Linked DNA regions of Mus musculus: regions 1 and 3 are each linked to region 2. A link is a contact called in public ChIA-PET and HiChIP or PLAC-seq data. All regions are on one chromosome and are shown on one strand. The core of a region is the stretch at or near the end of the contact, and the rest is flanking DNA. Distances in the headings are between cores, read along the strand shown.

Region 1 (2,711 bases), core at 155-2,654, 220 kb after region 2:
TTGGGGGTAGTGTGTGTGTGTGTGTGTGTGTGTGTGTGTGTGTGTGTTCCTAGCACTCCTTCCCTGCTCTCCCAGAAAGCACTTGAAAGCTTCCATCAATTCTGCCAGGAACTCAGCAACCTGACCCCAGCATCCCCTGTGCATTCCCACTGTGATGCGGTCTGGGGTCTCCAGGGTCTCATGCCAGAAGGAGACAAAAACCACCTCTCACCCTTGGAACAGAAGTGCCAGGGAGGGACTGCCTGCCCAAGGCCACTAAGCCCTCTGCAGCTGTGCTCCTCTTGGCTTCCCCAGTGGATGGGAAGATCTGGGGACATGGCTGCCACCTAGCAGGCAGCACAACCCACAGGACCCACTCAGCCCCAGACACACCCACCACCCGGAAGCAGGAGGAGGGCTCCTAGGGAATGAAGGGGCAGTTAGTAGCTTTGCCTCTTTGTGGCAGCAGCTTTTTGTGTAGGTGAAACAAGAAGTAGAGGCCCCCTGATGACAAACCAGAGAGGGGACATGCCCTGACCAGAGCATGTGGGTCACAATCAATGCCTCTGGGGATCACATATCAGATACCCTGCGTATCAGATATTTATACTACAATTCCTAACAGTAGCAAGATTACAATTACAAAGTAGCAACAAAATCACTTTAAGGCTGGGAGGGGGGGTCACCTCAACATGAGGAGCTGTATTAAAAGGTCGCAGCATTACGAAGGTTGGGAACCAGTGATCTAGAGCCATCCAAGTGCTCAAAAGTGTGAAGGGCAGGGTCCGGTTTTCACATTGCCTCCGTGTGACTAACTGTGGTGGGAGTCCCTTATTCCCAGCTGTAGCACACGCCTGCCTGGCTTCGCTCCCCAACTAATGTGGATTAACAAAACCCTCCTTGGAGTCTGGTACCATGCCTGTCCCTATTATGGGGGTGGGGCAAGGACTGAAGTTGCTATGACGGAGCCCAGATTGGGGGAGGGGGGAGGGCTCCGAATAGATTCTCAGCTATGAGGAGTGAATGAAGGAGTGGCAGAGAGGAGGGCTGCCCTCACAGGACCTGCAAAGACACAGAGAGGGGGCAGAGGTCCCAGGAAGCTTGTGGGCGTCAGAACTACTCACCCCTGCAGCCCCAACCATGTGACAACCTGAGGGGCCTGCTCCCGTTAGTTGGAAGCTTTTCTTTCCCAACTTGATAGTCCTAGATATGAACACTAGAGCTCTTCAGGGAGCATGGTGCTGACTCTCCATCCTTTCACCTCAGTGGCGTAGAGGAAGCGCTGGCCCTGCCACTAGCTTCCGACTTTGTAGCTGTTTTAGCCTCATGGCCTTCAGTTTCCTCATGCATGAAATAGGCACACGGGTCATGTGTGCTTCCCGGGGCTGCTGTGACATCACTTCTCTGTGGGGTCCAGATGGTGTCTGATGTACAAGCAGGTGCTCACAGTAATAGCATTTTTACTATTAACAGGAAGTCACCTGGGCTTGGGAGGTTCCACAGCTTGCTGCTGCCCCCTGCTGCTGGGCAGGAGTCAGTGACAGTTTTCCTGCTCTCAGTCATCCAGAGGAGAGAACAATGGACGCTTGTGAGATTTGTGGATGCTAAGCAGAGGACAAAGTGGCCATTTAATTCAGCAAGGCCTGAACTCTAGCCTCCAGCGAACGTGGACTGCTTTGGGGACTGGGAGTGGGTGGGTGACACGCATGCACACACACATTCACACAGCTGGAGAACTGGTGCAGTCAGAGCCCAGGGAAAGGATGGAGAGCAGCGAGGGCAGAAGAGGCACTCCACTAAAGGTCACACGCAAGCTGCTCTAGTCCTAGGTAGAGGCAGCTGAAACGGAGAGGACTCTGTAAGCCAAGCAAGGTTTGGAGAGGGAAGGGGCTGAGCCCCCATAACAAGCTGGAGGGTGAAAACCCTGCATGAAACACGTTTCGGGGGTGGGCCATCAGAAACCTTGTGAGCTTGCTTAGTGGGGGCAAGTGTAAACTCGGGCTCAGTGCTGGAGGCTGGGCTTGCTGTCTTGAGTAGCCCTGTGTATCCCAGGGATATTATGGAGGGAAAGTGAGCATCTTTCACATCAAATGGCACGAAGGCCTGTGTTTCCCAGGGTCTGCCCACATGTGTGTAAACACAAAAGGTAGTCAGGTAGAGGCCTGAGCCGTGTGCCGTTCCATGTCTAAGAGAACCATTTGTGTGTTGTTTACTGATGAAAGAAATGGAAAGAAAGAAGAGGAGCAGACTGTGGGTAGGCACAGGACAGAGTGCACAGCCGAGGACACGCTGTCCTGTGCAGTGTGGCAGGCCCAGTGCCAGCTCCCACGGTCCTTGGATGGGGCAGAACTGAATCCTGGGATGCACAGCAGCCCAGGATGGCCTCTCTGTGGAGTCTTTGTTACCATTTCCTCTAAAGCTGGCACTCTCAGCAGCACCTGGTTTCTAACTGGAGGCCTCCTGCCTTACCCCGGGCTCTCTGGAGTCCTCTTGACCCAGCAGTATGCTGGGGTTTCGGGAGATCTTTGTGCGGAGTTTGGAAGGGCTGCTGATGCTGTTTGGTTAGTTGGTGGGTGGTCAGGCAGATGGGTGAAGGCTGAGTGGACGGCAGCTCAGGTGGAGAAAGCTCAGGTGGAGAAGGCTTATACTGAGGACTGGTGGCTGTAACAAAGACGGGAAGGGGCTTTGGGGATGACAACCATCCACGTAAGCCTTGACTCTGCTTGGGCTGT
Region 2 (2,876 bases), core at 78-2,577:
CTATAAGGTAGAACCTAAAAGAGACTTTTGTCCTTCTTGCCTACAATCCAAGGCTCTTTCTGTCACTACTGGCTGTGAGGCCTGGAGGAAGTTGCTAAGTTTCTCTGTGCTTCAATGTCTTTATCTGTTAAACGGGGGGGGGGGGGGGGGGGGGGGATGAGACCTATGGGTGGGTGTGTTAAACTAGGGAGAGCTGTGCCTGGCACTCAGCAAGTTGCTGGTCAGTGCTTGCCAACAAGGTCACCACGGTCTATAATGTCCATCAGCACCTGCCCTTGGGAAGATGACAGGCAGTCCCAAGGTTCCTCTGCATGGTTGCAGGCCTGTTTCAGGTTCAATGGACTACAACCCAAGCTTCAAGGACAATGAGTCTATTCCTGCTGACATCTAAGAAGGCCCTTTTGCAAAAAAAACCATAGCTGTGTCTTTGTCTTGTCCAGCTATATCCCCCCTCTGTGGTGCTCTGATGTGAGTGTCCTTGATCCCTAGGCTTTTGTTTGGTCCCTGGTAACGCTGTCTTGGGAGAGGCTGAGTATTTTAGGAGGTGAAATGCTGGGTATTTTAGGAGGTGAAATGCGGGGCAGGGTAGGGTGGGGACCCTCGGTGAGCACAGGCCCTTCTGCCCTATACTTCCTGCCTGTAGTGCCATGAAGAATGGCCACCACCACACATTCCACCACTGTGATGTTCTGGCTGAGCACAAAATGCCCAACGACCAAACACCGTGAAACCATGATTCAAAGCTGACCCTCCCTCTTGGATGTCGAATCTATAACATATATTGTTCCAGCAACAAGTAACTAGACCCTCCCCAAAGCTCACACATCCAGCGGCCTTACTAGTATTACTATACAAAATTTAATTTAAAGAGAAACGTCCAGAGCCTGGCAGTGTTTCGTTCTCTTTGCAGACTCCCACACTATGCTGCTGTACTGTCCATCTCTATGCTGCTGGTGGCTGCCATGGAGTCTGCACTCAGCATCTCACTACTGTGGAGTGGATAGGTGTGGCTTCTTTCCAAGGAGAGAACTGGGAAGCAAGGAAGGCACTGCCCAGCCTGTGGGTTTAAGGAGGCCCTTGCTCTCAGTTCTGTAGGTGCATAGGGTCACTACTGAGCAGAAGGACCTCTTAAAGGGCCGTATCCTGAATATCTTCCCTCTTCTCTTCCTATTCCTGGTCCTGCTTTCTCACCAGACTTTCTGTCAGATCCCAACATATCTGAATCCTCTTAGAATTTGCTGGGCCGACGTTTGCCTGACTGCCTAATAGAATAATAGTGTAACAGGAAACATTTCCTTCAACCTAACCTCCTGCTAAGCACATGGTCATGTGACTTCCCATTTTACAACTTCTGAGGTATAGAGAGGTTAAGGGGCTGGCCCAAAGTCACACAGCAAGAAAGTAACAGATTTGAACCTGTCATCCCACTCCCTCTGTCAAGCCCTTCCAGGAAAAGTGCTGCCTGGCTGTAAGAGTCACAGGAAATGGGAACTGCAGTCACTAGATTAATAACTCACTAGTAGACCTCACGACCACTGAATCATCTTAGAACCTAGTTATCATTAGTAGCATCTGTGTCTGTTTTAATAATTTCATGATTGCTAAGAAAGACCTGGCCATCAAGCTGTCGCTCCAGGTCAGGTGACATGGCAGAGCTCATGTGACCCTCTGTACAACAGAATTAGATGGCATTATTGTTTTCTATTTTACAGGTGGGGAAACCAAGACACAGAAAGTGAAATAAGTTGCTCACGTCACACAGAGAAGCAGAGAGTAAATGAGAACTCAGTAAGGGGTAGAGATGTAGGAGGTTGGGAGGAGAGGACAGAACAGAGCTGACTACACACGCCCAACCCACCTACCAGGCTCTGGAAATGGATGAGACCCACTACCATTTGTGGTCAGGCGCTGACCCTGGCTCCTCTTTCCTCTCTGAATTCCATGAGAATAGCTGTTTTCCTCAGAATCCCTACCCACTCCCCCAGAGACAGCAGTCTTCCAACAATAAGAAGCAGATGTTCTCCTCTTTAGCTTTAAGCCAAGAGACAATTCATGAAGTTCCAAAAATCACGTAACATACCATAATAATCCCATGACATCACTCACACATAATAACTGTCAGGTCCCGACCCCCAGGATGGCAGTCCGGGCTCAGTTCCGGCTGCACCAGCACTCCTCTGAAACCGAGCAAAGTGGGTTTCTGTTTGCCAGGGAGAGCCATTGCTTTCTCTCTCTTACCTCTTTGCCAACCTCCTTAGGGTGCAGCTAGTTCTCTAGTCACCCCAACAAACCTCCAAAGACCAAAGCCTCCCCCCCCCTCACCGCTGCAGCATAACCCCTTTAACTGGCAGGGCTCCCACCATCCCCTGCCATCCTCTCTGCTCTTCTCCAGGACCAAGGTAACCAAAGACAGACACAAGATGTGGAAAGGAGGGAGGGAAGGGGATAGTCTCTCAGTGTCCCTGAGGCTGACTGAGGACAAGAGCAATGGGTAGGAGCTGGGTCCTGCAGCAGGGGCGGGGTGGGGCATGGACGGGCTCATATATTTGCAAGAGTGAAGCAATGATACCTGGAGTTCCCTGCAGTGTACAGTAGGTAAGAGGGACTATTGTTCATCTTTCTCATTGCTATGACCAAATACCCAACAGAAGCTGGTTATTGAAGGAAAAAGGATTTTTTTTTTTTTGGCTCATAGTTTCGGAGGGTTTGGACCATCATAGCAGAGAAGGTACGGTGGGGGCGCTCGGCTCACTGGCAGGGCTCCCATCATCCCCTGCCATCTTCTTTGTTCTTCTCCCTCCCTTTTCTCTCCGCCCCTCCCGGTTTCCCAAGAGGTAGTAGCTATGGCAGGCTCCGGAGAGTGCAGTTAGTTCTCC
Region 3 (3,093 bases), core at 38-2,537, 130 kb after region 2:
AACAAGGTCCTACTGTGTGCTCACTCTGGGGATGATCTCTGAGACTGGCTTTCCAGGGACCTCAAGCTCCTGGCTTTAGTTCAGCCCCCTGGGAGGTACCGACTGTCCCTCCACTCTAGTCCTCGAGTTCAGGCTGTTCTGCTACAGTCATTCTAGGCGCTCCCTCTACCTTTGGCGGCTTCTGAGTTCAGTCTGTCTTCAGACTTGACTTGATTTGGGGTCCTGTTAGAACCGAGGGAGACTTTCGCCTCCTTGTATCATTCTGGAGTGCATCGTATCTCATGCCGTTCGTAGTCGTAGTTTGTGAGAGCAGTGGTTGAGCTGAAGCCTGCCGTCTCTCTCTTCAGTGTGTCTTCCCATCTGAAATGTCTAGGTTGAGGTTACAGTTGTTTTCAGTCGTTCTTGTTTTCCAGTGTACTTTTGGCTAACTAAGTCTGAGCTGGCCATCGATCTGTCACTGCCAGAGATGTGCTCATTTCTTGTGTCTGCTGCAGGAGCTTTTGGAAGTGGTGTGTGGTTTTGAAGGGTTTTGAGGTGGGTGGAATTTTCTGTTATCTCTGTTGCTGGATTCTAACTCTGGCTGTTCAGGCTGTTGTGGTAGGCACGTGTGGCTTCTGTCTCAGTGGTAGAAAATTTATTGCCCTTTCAAAAAGAGTTTAACAATTGGTTTGGTTTGGTCTTCCTGGATGTTTGTTCTGATGTATTTGAAGGATGTGTGTGTGTGTATGCAAACATGCATGTGCAAATCCACCTTGTATGCACAGTCAGGCTTATCCCCCAGAGTTTAGTCTCTCTACCTGGCCTGACTTGGGGATCCTCTGTCTCTGCTTTCCTGGTGTTGGGATTATAGGAGGGTTACTCCATCCACCCAGCCTTCACATGGGTCCTGGGGCCCAAACTTTAGTCCTCATGTTTGCATCTCAAGCACTTTAACTACCGAGCTATCTCAAGCACCAATGAAATATGCAGTTGAAGTTCACCACATATACCTGTAATCCTAGAACTTGGTAGGCTGAGGCAGGAGGGGCCTGAGTTCAAGGCCAATGTGGATGACGTAGCAAATAAGCCTGTGTTTTTAAAACGTGTGTTTTCTATTGAGAGCGAAGCCCTAGAAAACTCAGCTGTTGGTGTGAGCCCTCTAACTCACCAGCTGCTTTCTGTTTGTGTGGGCTCTGCCCCACCCCCACACAGACACCCCGACTCAACGCTCTCCTTTGGTGTCTCTGGGTCTTGTCCTAGATTTTGAAGCCGAGTAGTGAGACGCACAGCCAGCAGGCACAACAGACCTTGGCTGTCACCTCCCCTCCCTCTATGTGAATCCGCCTGAGTTCCTCCCTGTCACACTTGAACTGCCCTATTCTCTGCCAGTCACACTTGCTTTTCCCCTGGTGACTTCGTGTCAGTTTGCTTCCAGCAGACTAGCACTGCATTCTGCTCAGGAACCAGGATTCTGAGCATGTTGCTTTGCTGGTCATACAGTGGGCTACGGCTTGCCCTGCCTGCCTGTGGTAGGGATGTAGCTCTGTGGTAGAGCACTTATCTCCAGTGTGTGCTTATGGGCCTGGGTTGGGTCCCTAGCATGACAGGAAAGTAAATGCGATACTGAAGAAGTCAGGCATTGCAGGCATCATAGATGTGTCCCTCCTCAGGTGTAAGCTCCTTGGCTGGTATTGCAGGCAGTGAGGCTCACACAGGCCAAGGCCCGATAGTGGGAAAGCACCTGGCCGGGATGAATGTTATGAGATAGCATATGACTCCAGTCTGGCTGCCTCCTCCTGTGTGGATATGAGACATGGACCCTGAGGGACCTTCCGTGGAGAATTAGCACAGAACTAGCAAAGCTCATCGAGTGGGAGGGAAAGGGCTGGTGAAACTGTGGAAGGTAGACTGATGTGGGAGTGGACTCGCCCAGGGCGGTGGAGCAGCAGTGGTGAGGAGGTCTGAGCTGGGGAAGGAGAGTGGGAAGTGAAGGAGACAGTGTAGGTGACCCAGCGAGCCGGTCTGCCCAAGGTGTACGTGGGGACCTGATAGGGGAATATAGGCTGACAAGGACAGAATATAGGCTCCTCATCTGCCCAGCGTGGAAGATGGTAGTGAGGGCTGTAGACATTCTAGAATCTTCTCTGGCTCCTTGATGAGCAGGTGAGGAAGCATCTCCAACCCACCTCCCATCCCATCACCATGGTACCCAGTATTGGGCCGTGGTAGTAGTCATAGGAACAAAGAGGATGGACTTTCCCCGGTGGGGCCAGTTCTGGAGTGGGGACCCCCTTGTGCCGTTCTTTTCCTCTTTCTGGGGTCTCCTAGCATCTCAGGTCTGCTCCTTCCCACTGGATACCAGCTAATGATGGCAGCCACATGGGGACCACAAGCTTAATCTAATTATTTATTAGTTATTTCTTTATTGTCGGGCATAAAGTCAGGCACAGGCTAGGCAAGGTTGTTTACAGATGGAGAGAGCAGGCAATCTCTTAGGTCAGCCTGGGGTTCTCAGGCATGGTGGGGTGACTGTGGAGTGTAAGAGGCCTGTGTAAATGCTTGAGGGACCTAGGCAACACTAAAGGGACTTAGGGACCCCACAGGCCAAGCACCTTGCTCTGTGGGCTTTGTAGGCTGACCCTGGAGAATCATGTGTTATTCTTCACTTTGCCCATTTCTATGAGATAACTCTAACCATGGGGTTTAGGCTGGCCTTGAACTCCTGTCTCAGGCTGGCCTCGTGGCTAGCTTCAGGGCATCCCCACCCCAACAGCCTTTTTGTCAGCTCCCTGCAAACAAAACCCTGGCTAGTAATGCAGCCTGCACCTCCATAGCAGGCCACCCCATCTCCCCAGGACATGGTCCTGACTGCTCACCCTGAGATTCATGCCCCATCCCAGGCTGTGTGCCGTGGAATTGGAGATCCCGTGCTTCTAAGCCCATGTTTCACAGTGGGAAGGAAGCTTGCGCCCCTGAGACTTATTCCTGTTGTCATGGCAACTATCCTTGTGTATCCTTGTGGGTTTTTTTGTTTGTTTGTTTGTTTTTTGTTTTTTTTTATCTTAGACTTTTCTGAGTGGATAGAAGCAAGCCTTTCTCACTACTCTGTGAACC

Evidence for each region. ChIA-PET counts read pairs in DNA pulled down with a chosen protein or histone mark. HiChIP or PLAC-seq counts read pairs in DNA pulled down with a chosen protein or histone mark.
Region 1: a contact with region 2 is called in an RNA polymerase II ChIA-PET map of memory CD8 T cells, with 5 times the contacts expected there. The contact joins two enhancer-like sites. A contact is called at or near these places in 12 of 39 promoter capture datasets (the 3T3-L1 cell line, 3T3-L1-derived adipocytes, the HPC-7 cell line and 9 more), 3 of 15 datasets of contacts at CTCF or cohesin (the G1E-ER4 cell line, embryonic stem cells and pro-B cells), 114 of 484 Hi-C or Micro-C datasets (the 3T3-L1 cell line, the AtT-20 cell line, B cells and 67 more), 15 of 115 datasets of contacts at active chromatin or transcription factors (CD8 T cells, the HPC-7 cell line, T-cell acute lymphoblastic leukemia and 9 more) and 1 of 9 other capture datasets (embryonic stem cells).
Region 3: an H3K27ac HiChIP or PLAC-seq map of double positive thymocytes shows a contact between it and region 2, with 2.6 times the contacts expected there. The contact joins two enhancer-like sites. A contact is called at or near these places in 15 of 39 promoter capture datasets (3T3-L1-derived adipocytes, the C10 cell line, cranial neural crest and 8 more), 1 of 15 datasets of contacts at CTCF or cohesin (CD8 T cells), 3 of 484 Hi-C or Micro-C datasets (all in embryonic stem cells), 3 of 115 datasets of contacts at active chromatin or transcription factors (double positive thymocytes and embryonic stem cells) and 3 of 9 other capture datasets (adipose tissue, liver and pancreatic islet).

What each region holds. Positions count from the first base shown.
Region 1 is chr7:125,637,592-125,640,302 of GRCm38.p6, forward strand. No RefSeq gene overlaps it. Among named protein-coding and RNA genes, the nearest start is that of Il21r, 36 kb to the left of the region's middle. Within about 2 kb of position 1,405, at least 124 of the 459 cell types and tissues checked have an H3K27ac peak or open chromatin away from gene starts, as enhancers often do. A contact at or near this core is called in B cells, CD8 T cells, CD8 central memory T cells and 13 more, where this site is marked.
Region 2 is chr7:125,421,829-125,424,704 of GRCm38.p6, forward strand. All of the region lies in intron 1 of Gm30717 (a long non-coding RNA gene), which reads right to left. Among named protein-coding and RNA genes, the nearest start is that of Gm30717, 5.6 kb to the right of the region's middle. Within about 2 kb of position 1,328, at least 33 of the 459 cell types and tissues checked have an H3K27ac peak or open chromatin away from gene starts, as enhancers often do. A contact at or near this core is called in B cells, CD8 T cells, CD8 central memory T cells and 13 more, where this site is marked.
Region 3 is chr7:125,555,789-125,558,881 of GRCm38.p6, forward strand. The region is part of intron 1 of Il4ra (interleukin 4 receptor, alpha); the gene reads left to right. Among named protein-coding and RNA genes, the nearest start is that of Il4ra, 5.1 kb to the left of the region's middle. Within about 2 kb of position 1,288, at least 33 of the 459 cell types and tissues checked have an H3K27ac peak or open chromatin away from gene starts, as enhancers often do. A contact at or near this core is called in double positive thymocytes, where this site is marked.